Regions from separate parts of the Gossypium hirsutum genome. Here regions 1 and 3 are each linked to region 2. Evidence: chromatin contacts called from public Hi-C data. All regions are on one chromosome and are shown on one strand. The core of a region is the stretch at or near the end of the contact, and the rest is flanking DNA. Distances in the headings are between cores, read along the strand shown.

Region 1 (4,094 bases), core at 104-2,603, 470 kb before region 2:
CGCTCATGGGTTTATGATTGAGTTTTAATGTTCACATCGAATTGATTATTGGTTTGATGTTCGAATTAGAGATCACTATTATGTTCATTTAAAAAATGTGTTAAAGTGCATTTTAGTTGTAAACAAATGGTTTCCATGTTCAATTTGTAATTAAACTTTCAAAAAAAAAATTAGTGAAAATGTGATTTTAGTTAAATGTATAGGAGTGAAAAAATAAACTTAAATCACTACTTATACTATTCATTTATAATAGATTGCTCAATATCCCATAAGAACGAATTCTAAACTATATAATCAATTTTACTTCATTTCTATTACCTTTCACTTTTATTTGTTGATTTAATTGCAAGTTAAAAAAAAACCTGTTAATAATTCTAATTTTCATAACAAGGAAAATAGAAAAATAGATTAAACCAATAAAGAAATGAGCCCGTAACCGCATACCCATGAGATTAAAGCCTAATATGCTGTTTGCATAGGTGGACTGCAAAAGATCTAAATTCTAAAGATAGTATTTTCTTCGTTTTACTACAAAACAAACCAATCCACTTGGGACACAACTTCTTTGAATTGGCTGCGTCGGTTGCCAGTTATTACGTATCCTTTGGGCCTTTGGCCAATGGCCGTTGATCAGTGCAACTGCAACTGCAACTGCAAGCTCAGCCACATGTGCTTCACCTTTTCCATCCCTCGCACCATCCATCGCCTTCTACGTTTCTTACTGTTCCTTCCTCATCAAATCTTGAAAAGTCTAGCAAAAAATAACCTATCAAAGAACTGTAAAATTTTGTATTTTCGCACCCATTTCTCTCTAAAATCACTGCCGTATATCTTCAGCTACTTTGATCTTAAATCTTTATTATTGGCTAAGGTAATATTGTGGTTGGGTACATTAATTATGTTTTTTTTTAATTCCAGTCTTCTTTTCAAGTCTTTAAACAATGGGGAAAGGAAAACGACAGGAAAGTTTCTTTAATTATGAGGTATGAGGCTAAGAACTGCAGGGCCTCCAGTGGGGTGTAAAAGGCGCGCATGTTAGCATATGCCAATAATGCAGTAGACCAGGTCTTTTTGATTGATTTTTGTTTCAAGGACTTGGAATTCATAAGAAAGGTAAAAAGAAAATGAAACGAAATTAAGTGGTAAGTAATCTCAATATACCAGTTTATATTTAACCTAGCAACTCTACAAAGGATAGATTTCTATATACACATATATTTTTATTTGATAAGATTCTTTTGATTTTGGGTTTCCCTTTCTTCATTTAACTCGAAATTTGGCTTCATGCTTAAGCGGTGCACATTAGCACGTGTAGATGGTCCCCATCAATTTTCTGTTTTATTTTCATTTTAGCATAATGTGCAACCCATTATCATCTCTGCCATTGGTGCAATCCTTTCCCTGGTCCAGTTTATTGGATATGCGAATACAAAATTAGGTATTGCTGATACCTTTATAGCTCCCCCTTTGATGTGCATCTTACCAAAGCCAACAGCGTGGTTATGGGATGATAAATAGATGTTAGCTAGAGATGATAATGCAGCCAAAACATCTCAGACGCAGATAATTTTAAACTGAGAGAGTAAGAGGAGCAACGGGTTCTTCACAATATCAAACATCATTATTCAAAAATTATCCAGGAGGCGTATTCTGATATATGGAAGCCATGAAACAGCTGTTAAGGAAACAGAATAAGAAAAAGACAAATGGGAAGCTTTTGGAACATAATATGATATATATAGATTACTGTAAAAGTAAACCGACCGGATAACAAATGTTCTGAATGGGAAGGAAAGGGAGAGCAAGGCCCAACGGTTCTTTAAAATCGTTTAGTATAAAATTTGGAACATAATATGATATATATAGCTTAGTATAGATTTTGCAGCTTTTCTAGAATTAAAGCAATCAAAATGCATTAAGTTATGGAACATTAGGGTGCAGTTTCTAAGGGCTTAACCGATAAAGACCTAAAAAATTTGATATGTACATTTGCCTTTGCTGCTTCTTGTTCGATTATGAGTTAAGTGCATGGTTTATACTAAGCTAGTGCAACTACACAGGACGAGAGTAACAGAAAAAGATGAGAAAATTCAGAGCCCAAACAATGGCAGAACAAGAGGAAAACGATGCTACCTATATTATGTAATATTACTAAATAACTCTGCGGGAAGATTTAGGTGAGAAGATGGGTTGGAGCTTTGCCATATGAATAAGACCCGAGTTAGGGAATCATATCTGATAGTAGTAAATGTGGGCAATAAATGGGTGGACTATTTATTTTACATCCATATTTGAGTACCCCAAATTTACTGAATATGTTATATTGACTGCATGAGCCTTTATTCAAAGGGTTTGAACTTTTTTATATCTGGCTCGGTAGGCTCCTTTCAGCAAAACTGGATCAGAATAAAAGTAATAGGACTACAGGAAATCAGCTTCATATTAGTATACCCATTTTTCAAACTCATACCCTAATCCAAGTATCCGAGTAGATAGTGTTTACAGCTTGGAGAAGCGGTGAACAAGTGAAAATTAAGACATTCATTCTTTGTTAATTAGGAGAATCAAAATATTCAATGGAATCAATCAGCTGCAGTTGATCCTCCAATCATCATAGGAAATTGACTGGCGAGTGTGGCGACAGTTAAATGGGAATGAAAAGAAAAGATGGACTTGGACATTTAGTTGAATTTGGCTACAAAATATAATCTTCATTGCTTGAAAATTAAGATTGGTGGACCACCACTCCCTTTGATGTGCTAATTGTGTCTTTGGAATTTAGTTTTCTAACCAGTTCTGATAACACATACTTCCATCAATATTGCCGCTAACCAAGCATTCAGCAAAGGTATTGAAATTTTATATAATCAAGAATTAACCAAACTGAACACCAATAACATTCGAGTTATAATTATATTATGACCTGGCTTTAATTTAGCTGAACAAGATGAGGCCGTTAGATCTGTTCCTAAAGCCGAGTTAGATTTAGATTTAAAATTTTCGTCCAAGTGTGTTTTTGAACTTATTTTTAAATTTCGGATGAATTTCTTTAGTACTTTTATTTTTACCTCTGGCAAGAATTTTATAATTGGAGTTTTGTTGGAGTTTTAACCAAGGAAGATAAAAATAGAAAAAAAGAAGAAGAAGAAGAGAGATTTAGCAATCAAATATAACTTGCTAAATTTCTTTAGTTTTCAATTTACAAGTTATACAATATATAAGAGTTTTTTCTTATCAAAACTCAACTAATCCCATTAAAAACACTCTCGACACTGTAAAGCGTAACTTGTATACAGGGTGATTGGTGTTAATCAACACTTAAACACATCACAAAATCCTACCAACTAAGATTGATTTTATTAAAAACAAAAAAAACAAGAAAGCAACACTTGCAACATTCACAAAATATTTCCATGCAATCATTAGGCTCGATTCGCAGGTACACTCTGCAGGTCCTCAACTTGAATGCATAACTCACTTGAATGCAATTCATAGTTCACAGGACATCTCATATATGGATAACCCGCCATCATTCTTGCGGGTGGCGAGTTCATCAACATTATTGCGGATGGAGGGTCCACCAACATTCTTACGGATGAACGGTCTGCATGCCTATTTGCATCTTGGTTGTTCGCATGGCAGTTCATACTTTTCCTGATCGCCATTTGGGCGAGCTATTGTATGGTTGGCCATTTCACAACACTTCTCCTTGGCCGCTATGCTATGAATACCAATTTCATTTTTGAGCTTTTCAAACCTCACCTTTCCAAGAGACCTAGTTAGAATATTTGCAAGTTGATATGCAGAACTACAATGAACTAATGTCACTTCCTTGCTTTGTTCAACTTCTCTCACAAAGTGATACTTTATCTTGAAGTGCTTTGTCTTGCTATGAAAAATGGGGTTCTTTGCAATTGGAACAATAGATTGATTGTCACACAAAATCTATGTTTCTTTAACCTGTACAAGATTCAAGTAGCTATGCAGTTTTTTTAACAAATTGCTTGGATGATCACTGCTGCAACTATCGATTGAGCAACAGTCTGTTGCTTCTTAGAACTATAGGAGAATACAGCAAATCCAAGTGAGAAGAG
Region 2 (4,313 bases), core at 446-2,945:
AAAAAGGAGCAAATACCAAAGTAAAGCATACACTCTAGAAAACAAGCTCATGAGGTTTCATGCCCGACTTTAGAGAAAATCTTGCAGCAAGGTACGCCTTCAAGTCTGCGACTCCCTCAATTGATTTTATCAAAGATGCATCAACAGCTTTCTGGTCCTCTTTCTTCTCATCTGGCAATGTCTTCTTATCCTACATTTAAAAGAAAGTTGCAGGAATAGAACATTAGCACATTACATTAGATGAACATTAGCTTAACTTGGAAAACCAACTAACCTCTTTTTCAGCTTCGAAAAACTCTCCTCCACCCTTCTTCTTTTTTTCTACTTCCTTGGCAAAGTACTTGTCATCATACTTCTCTACATTAACTCCTGAGATATCAACCTTGGTGGAATTAGCAATGACATAGGATTGGTTCACACGCCGTAAAGGAACACCATTAATCTTGAATGGTCCTGCATTGAAATGAAATCCCCAAATTTAAGCAAAGATCATGGAAGAATTACGAATTCATGATGAACAGCCAACTTACATAATGATAGCCTATCGCCATAAGCCACAAGATGCAAATGTATATGCTGCAAACAGAAGTGAAATACAAGCAAAAAACTAACAAAAACCATGGAAAATAAAACTAATAGATATCGCGTGGTGATAGCATAGCCTTATATACCACAAGAGGTGAATGTAGATACTTGTATACTAAACATTCGCATGAAATATGAATAAAAAGCATTGTTTTTCAGGACCACATTAGTCGATCTCCAACTTATTTAATGTCAAACAAGTTTGTGTCACAAAGCTAAAATAAATAGGCACAAGAATGAAAATGTAATGCAGCATATGCTTCTTCCATATAAGCAAAAAATTCATCTAAGCGTCAATCCCAATGCTGAAAGCAGACACTTGAGAATCCAGATTGTGGCATAGAGGAATAAATAAAGGCTTATCACCATTTTGATATCACTCTTTATTGTTAAAATATGAGCTGCAACTGCTTTAAATTTACGTTTTCAAATTTAGCACTTTCAATCGATCAATAAAATTTCCACATAAACATTCAGCAAAAATTAGCAGTGTTAGTAACTGAGGGAAAGGAGTAGAATTATGCAAAATGCATGTTTTAGAAACTAACAGATTACGAAATATAAAAGCTCACCAGTAACCAAAAGAAGCCCAGAAGTAAGTTGCTTCAAGAAAACAACTCTCTTCCCCATAAATCTTCCAGCCAACAAAATCAAGACCGTCCCTGGAGTAATGCTTGCTCTGAACACATAACAAAGAAGCCCAACAATGAGAAACACATTTTCAGAAAGTCTACAAATAAATAACCAAATAATCATTTCAGAAAAGAACCTGAGCTTGGTGGGTTTAGGCTTGCGCTTATTAAGTAGCGGCTTCTTGACGTCTTCAGCGGGGTAAAATTTGGGAGCCTTCTCGGGGGCGACGGGTGCTTTAGGCTTGGGGTCATGGCGAGGGAAGACGCCACCGTGTTTGGCCTTGATAGCCCAAAGGCCGCGCTTGTGGTACATCTTAGACCTGGAATACTTGCCTACGCCACGTATAAGATCTGGGTTTCGGGTCTTAACAGGGGTCTTCCTTTTTGCTGCCATTTCCTCTCTGAACCCTTTGCTCTGCGGCGGCTGCTCTTCTTGGTTGGGAAAGATCGATAACAGCAAAACCCTAAAACGCTTGTTATTGCAAAATGGGGGGTTTTATCCTTATTTTCTTACAGGCCTTGTGCGTGTGGGCTAAAGGTCTTCGCTTGTTTTGGGTTCTTCGAGCAATTAGATGATCTCATTATCTCAAGCCCAACATTTGAATTTAAGAAGAAAACCCAAATAATAATTTATATATATATATTCACTAATTTGAAAAAACTTTTAAATATGAGAACACCTTTTTTTTCTATCATATTATTAAATTGACATCTAAATATAAATATAATTTAATCTTAAATAAATTAATTATAACCAGGTCATATTATTATTATTAATCATGTAATCTTTTTTAATAATAATGTTAATGTAATTTATATAATAATTAGTAGAAGCAGAACTTCTCACGTAATATTTTTTAATTATTCATATTTTTTGTAATTACTTATTTTTCGCTGTTATCGAAAAAATGCAGTTTTGAGTCGGAAATTTTCGAAAATTTTTATTATATCGATAAGTTCATAGGACAAAGCCGAGAATAATGAGTAGGATCATTTAGGGAATAATTAAGGAAATTAGTAATTTATTTAAAAGTTAGTAATCAAGGTCCTTCAAATTTAACAAAACCTTCACTAGTATATAATTAGTGGACAAGTATGATATTGTCCATCATTTTCCGCTAACTAATTCAAGGATATATGAATCAAAAGGCCATTAGATTGGTTTCGTTAAATTTATTTAAGCTTAAGTGTACATATTGGTTTTGTTAAGGTATAGGTTAACCACCGTGGTTGAGCTTAATGAAGTTTAGTGAGAGAATGGAGAGAACTTTGGGAAAATATGTGTTTTTGGATAGCTTTCATATTTTTAGAAAGATACTTTAAAACCGGATTTAAATTTGAACCTGTAGATTACTGGTTATGTCAATTTTGGACATTAGATATCAAGTGCAAACAAGTTGTGCTTTCTTGGTCAATTGTTTAATTTGTTGCAGGTTCGTTATTGATATTTTTGGGGTCTTAGGCGAAACAATAAATTGGATCCCTTTTAAAAAATTTATAAAATGTAATATAATAAAAGTTGAAAATTTTTTGGAGCCTGAGGAGATGAAGCATTTATGATGAAAAATTGAAAGTCTTAAGTATTCAATTAATTTATTTTATTCTAATTTTTTTTTACATTAAAAGTTGAAAAACATTTTTTTGGACCCTTCCAGTCCTAGACCTTGGGTGGTTGCACTCTCAAACAACTCTAGGGCCGAACTTGATTTGTTGTTCAATTAATGACCATTCAAGTCAAGTATAATTGTTAATGGTGTATTTGTAAATGTTTGAATATTTTGAGTAGTACCTAAGCGAATAGAGAAAACTTAAACAAAGGAACAAGGATTTGAGAAGCTATCTACTTAGTTTAATTGTTGTGAAAGAGATAAGTTCATTTGAAATTTACGATACTTATTTACTTGTGTCTAGTGTATTTGTTATAGGTATAAAGTCACTTAACAAATTGTGAAATTTGATCTATAAGAAACTAGATAAGTTATGTTTAAAATGGATGAAATAATTATTGAATATGCTAAATGAAATGTGGTAATAAGTTAATTAATTGTTAAATGGCTATGTTTTTTATGTTATATTGGGATACAAAGTCAAAGTGTTAAATATTGTGGAAAGACAACATAATTTTGATAAAGTGGATATGGTAAAATAAATGACGCTTGTTATACACTCATGTGGTCTAATGATCTTTAGATAAGATTCCCAATTTATATGAGCAAAGTGTTGTATTAGGGAAATGTGATTTCAAAGTTGCTTTAATGGAATTTGACACGAATCCATGTGCCAATATAACTTGATAGAAGAGTTAGGAAGGTTGGCATGTTAATAGAGTAATATATGCATTTTGTATAGGTCTGATATTAATATAGAGTTCTATTATATTATGCAATGGTTTAGCATTTGTAAGTAGATCATTTTATGTGTATTATCTCTCAAGAGATCTTGGTGTGGTGGAGAGACGACTATGTATATGTAAATGTTTATGTGGACATTGGGTTTTGCACTTACGTGCTTTGGTATGGTGTAGTTATGTGTAAAAATAAAATAAAATAAAATAAAATAAAATAAAGAACACACAAATTTTACGTGGAAACCCTTTCGGGAAAAAACCACGGGCAGAGGAGAAGAAAATTCACTATGTCGAAAAATTTAAATTTTTTTTTTACAAGAGGAATAGACTATATCTATTTATAGGCTTGTAAAGCCATATTCTAGTAGGATTGAAACACCTTATCCTAATCAATATAAAATAGATGAAGTTTAATAAGGTTTAAAAGCCTTATTCTAAAATAAAATAAAAGAAGTCTAGTTCTATATGGATTTTACTTTTATTTTATTTTCCATCGTATTTTATTTAAATAAGAATTTGGGTCACTTAATTCTAACAATCTCCACCTTGACACAAATTCTCAATGAACAAGTTCTTCATCGCGAACAAGTTCTCCACCTCTTCCATAAAACCCCTTAAGGGTTTAACTTCAACAATGAACACCAACCAAGTCTAAGCAATGCTCAAACTTGGTTATAGGAAGTGACTTAGTCATCATATCTGCAGGATTTTCATGAGTACTAATTTTGCTCACAACAATATCACCACGA
Region 3 (4,443 bases), core at 1,808-4,307, 360 kb after region 2:
GAGTTTTCTGAACTAAATTGAAAATTAAGGTCTGTTTGTTTCACTGAAAATGAGTTCTGAAAAATAATTTTCGGAAAATGATTTACTTTTCTGGAAAAGCTAATATTTTCTACTGTTTAGATGAATCAGTATAAAATATTTTTTGTTGTTTGGTAAATTTCTTAAAAGTATTTCATAAAAGTTGTTTTTAATTAAACAAACATACATTTGAAATTTTTTTTATTGTCTAATTGAATTTATTTTTATCTATAATTTTATATTTTACATTGTTTTTGCATATATTAAAAATATTATATTAAAATTCATATTCACTACAACATCATTTTTTAATTACATGACTACTAAGTGAGTATTTTTTATTTAAAAATGTGACATCAACAAAATTGACAAAAAAAAATTAACGATGTCAACAATTGGACTTGATTTTCAAACTTGAAAAGTAAAGGGACTAAATTCTTGAAATTAAAAGTGCAAAGACTAATTTACAAATCCGTGAAGTGTACGTAGACTTATGGCATAATTTAACCTTTATACTACAAAACATTTATTATTAATATATTTATAATTGGAATAAATATTTATTATTAAAATATTAATATTAAATATTTTCAATAATATGTGAATAATATTATTTAAAATTTTAAAATTTATTATTAAAATAAAATTGAAATATTAAATAATTTATTAAAATAATAAATTATATTTATTATATTAATAATTTATTATATGGCTAAATATAAATAATTAAATATTTATGTTTAATAATATTGGAAAATATAATATTTTAAATATTTTTTTAAATAAAAATAAAATTTATTATCAATATAATAATATTAAGCTTGATTTAAGTTAATTTTTATATAAAAATAAAATTATCTATAAATGAGCTCTTTTTCGGAAGATGACTTACGCTTTTCAAAATGGTAAGTCATTTTACAGAAAAAATAGCTTATTTTACATTGATCTGTGAGTCATTTTCCATTGACCAAACTATTTTCTATGAAACAAATACAGAAAAATATAAAAAATATTTTCCGTAAAGCATTTTACATGTAAACAAACAAATCCCAAGTAAAAATCTATTCTTTTATAAAACAAATTATATCGTTGTAAAATATTTTTATTTTTAAAATTTTTATATAAAATCAATAAATATTTACACGTAACTAGACTTCATTTCAATTAAACTTTTATTTAATTCTTATATAAGATTTTAATAAATAAAAAAATTTCACCTTCATTATTAATGTCTTGTAATCTAAGAGCTAATTGTTTATTAGTGTGTTGTAATCTAAGACCAAATTCTATCTAAGGTCTTTATACTATATTTTTTTTATAGATTTAGGCATTGTTTGCAAAACAAAAAAAATAAAGTATTGAATTTATAATATAAAATATTACTTAAATATTAAATATTAAATATTAAACATAATTAAATGGTTTGATAAATATAAATTTTAAATTATAATTTTTTTTACTTTTTTATCCTAGTTTTTTAAAAAACAATTTATGCTTTTATAAAATTATTTAAAAGATAATATAGTTTTTGAATAAAATAAAATAAGCTTAATATAATTTTTATTGAGTGATAAGTAAATTTTATCTACTTATAATTTTTAACATATTTTCATTAAAAAAATTCAATTAAGTAGTTTTTATTAAGGGTGAACGTTCAACCAAATCGAGTCGAATCAAGTGAAAAAATTTCGAGTTAATCGAGTTGACAATTCCTATTTTGTCATCCTAATTCGATTTGAAATTTTTTCGAATCATGTCGAGAAAAATGAAATTCAAGTCTAGCCGAATCAAATAAAATTATTCAAGTTAAATTTAAAAAATTAAAATGACAAATTAAAATATTATTACAGTATAACTAATTTCATATTACAGCACATAAATTTGAAATCATATATATTTGAAAACTTTTTCAAAGCAAAATAAGAAAAATAAAATAAAATAAAATACTTTAGTATGATTAACTTGAATTATTAGTTAACTTATTTAGGTTGAAAAAATTATTATTTTAGAATTTTTTTAAAAAAATTAACTTTTTTATATATTCTTTAGAATTTTTTTAAAATTTTTATAATTTTTTAAAAAAATATAATTTTTTTTATTTTTATAAATATTTTGTATTTTAGATTTTTTTTTAATTTTTGTTGAGAAAGGACTAATTTGTTCATTTTCAAAATTGACAGGAACCAAAAGAGTATTTACACCAATTTATTATTCAAATTATTTGAATTTTACAACCTGATTCGAACTCGAAACTCATAAATAACTCAGTTCAAATAACTTAAAATTCAATTTTTTTAAAATTTTTTAATCAAATCAAATTTTTATAACCCTAATTTGTACATTTTAAAAAATGAAAATATTTGAATGCAATATGAGATAGGCCAGTTTATTTATTACAACATGATTATTTTGTATTCCTCGCAGAAGTTTTTAGTTAAATTCATCTTATTTTACAATCTTGGAATGTTTGTTTACATTTGAAGAAAAAGAAAATGTTCGTCAAATGTTAAAAATGTAAGAAATTGGTTTAAAGATTCCAACTAAAATATTAGATTATAGTAGAAGGGAGTAAATTCACATATAATAATAATAAAGTTGATATCAACAACATTAGACAGTTGGGAACGGGGTGCTGAATAGTCCACCACTAAAGTGGTCAAAAAGGAATTTTATTTATCTTTATTTAGTAGGGCCCTTTATAGGACCAAATTGCTCCCTTTATTGAATTCTGCTTTAACAGCTATGTCCTAAAAGAGATTGTCCCTAAGCCCCTAGTTGTAAAACATATATAAATATTGCTAATGGAAATAAATTTCTTTTTTGAGGAAAATATTGTGAAACATGAAACGACTTCATTGACTTGGAATTAATTTTTCATTTAAATAAAAAAATTCAAAATTTATTTTCGGAGCCATTTGCTATTTAATTAATATTTTAAAGAGAGGGAGCCAGCTGTTTCCACCAAGAACGTGACGAGAAATGGGGTCCGTAGATGGGGAACAGTGGAAATGGGCGGCCAAGATCATCCGGAATTTGAATTTCATGTGAATTTAAGACGATTTTACATTTGAAATGGAGTTTCATTTGCAGTGTTGTCCCTCTTTAAAATAAAGAGGGCGGGTACCTTTAACTGCACAATTCCACAACTTCAACACTCCGTCTAAGGAAGAGAATCCAAAAGCAAAGGTATTTCGTTTCTATTTTTATCTATCAATTTTAGGCACTAATTAGATCGGATTTCGATGTTTAGATCTTCAACTTCAGCATCTTTTAATGTAAAATGCTGACTTTTTCACTTATTTTGCATTTAATTATTGCTAATTCTGCTGCTTTATCATCTCATAGAATGTGAATTTATTGTTTTGGAGTTAGATTAAGAGTTGAATAAAAGGTTTTTCGATTTAATTCCTCAATTGAAGTTCACTATGGATGAAATAATGCGTGTATAATTCATTTTTCATGATCTTTTTCGAATTGGGATGCTAATAGTGCCATATCTTAGAAATAGCTTTTGGTGATGATGCTGATATGAGATCATTTATTAATATATATATGATTGTTGGTGTTTGTCTATGAAACAGGCAATAGAAAATGGCAGAAAACGAAGACATTCAGCCTCTTGTTTGTGACAATGGGACTGGAATGGTCAAGGTAAGCATTTAGATGATATCCATTTCATCTTATAGCAGTATGTTGATAGTAGTGTAGTATTAGTCTGGAATAAGCACATTGGTTTTATTGATCAGTCTTTTATTTAGATGCTGATTCATGTCCAACTTTTCAGGCTGGATTTGCTGGAGATGATGCTCCAAGAGCTGTATTCCCTAGCATTGTTGGTCGCCCACGTCACACAGGTGTGATGGTCGGTATGGGCCAAAAGGATGCTTACGTGGGAGATGAAGCTCAATCGAAAAGAGGTATTTTGACTTTAAAGTACCCAATTGAGCATGGTATTGTTAGCAATTGGGATGACATGGAGAAAATCTGGCATCATACCTTCTACAATGAGCTTCGAGTTGCCCCCGAAGAACATCCGGTTCTCCTCACAGAAGCTCCTCTTAACCCAAAGGCCAATCGTGAAAAAATGACTCAAATTATGTTTGAGACATTCAATGCCCCTGCTATGTATGTTGCTATCCAAGCTGTTCTTTCCTTGTATGCCAGCGGCCGTACAACCGGTACGCACTTTCTCTTGATTGTTAAACATTATGCATGTGAAACTTATATCCATCCAACGATAGGTTAATAAGATTTATATCTGAAAAGGGCTAAAACAAAATTTAGGTACCATGCAAAATTGGAAATATTATTGCCTGGATCTTATTAGAAAACAGATTTGCTAACTTCATTTGTCATGATCAAGCGTCATAAATCAAGATCTATAGAAGCCCATAGAAACATATCATTCTACATTTCAGAAATGCA

The links. A called contact is a pair of places that touch in the nucleus more often than the background predicts.
Region 1: a contact with region 2 is called in a Hi-C map of leaf, with 2.6 times the contacts expected there. The contact joins the enhancer-like site here to the promoter of LOC107948250 in region 2. A contact is called at or near these places in 3 of 34 Hi-C or Micro-C datasets (all in leaf).
Region 3: a contact with region 2 is called in a Hi-C map of hypocotyl, with 4 times the contacts expected there. The contact joins the promoter of LOC107948247 here to the promoter of LOC107948250 in region 2. A contact is called at or near these places in 4 of 34 Hi-C or Micro-C datasets (hypocotyl, leaf and petal).

What each region holds. Positions count from the first base shown.
Region 1 is chrA04:29,811,325-29,815,418 of Gossypium_hirsutum_v2.1, reverse strand. No RefSeq gene overlaps it. Among protein-coding and RNA genes, the nearest start is that of LOC121228440, 89 kb to the left of the region's middle. Within about 2 kb of position 1,353, at least 6 of the 9 cell types and tissues checked have an H3K27ac peak or open chromatin away from gene starts, as enhancers often do. A contact at or near this core is called in leaf, where this site is marked.
Region 2 is chrA04:29,341,874-29,346,186 of Gossypium_hirsutum_v2.1, reverse strand. It overlaps LOC107948250 (60S ribosomal protein L6), which reads right to left and starts at 1,695. Exons shown (of 5, transcript XM_016882735.2): 1 at 1,355-1,695; 2 at 1,158-1,264; 3 at 275-453; 4 at 17-190. The coding sequence starts at 1,611. The coding sequence ends at 35.
Region 3 is chrA04:28,985,278-28,989,720 of Gossypium_hirsutum_v2.1, reverse strand. It overlaps LOC107948247 (actin-like), which reads left to right and starts at 3,057. Exons shown (of 5, transcript XM_016882730.2): 1 at 3,057-3,204; 2 at 3,600-3,669; 3 at 3,803-4,196. The coding sequence starts at 3,610.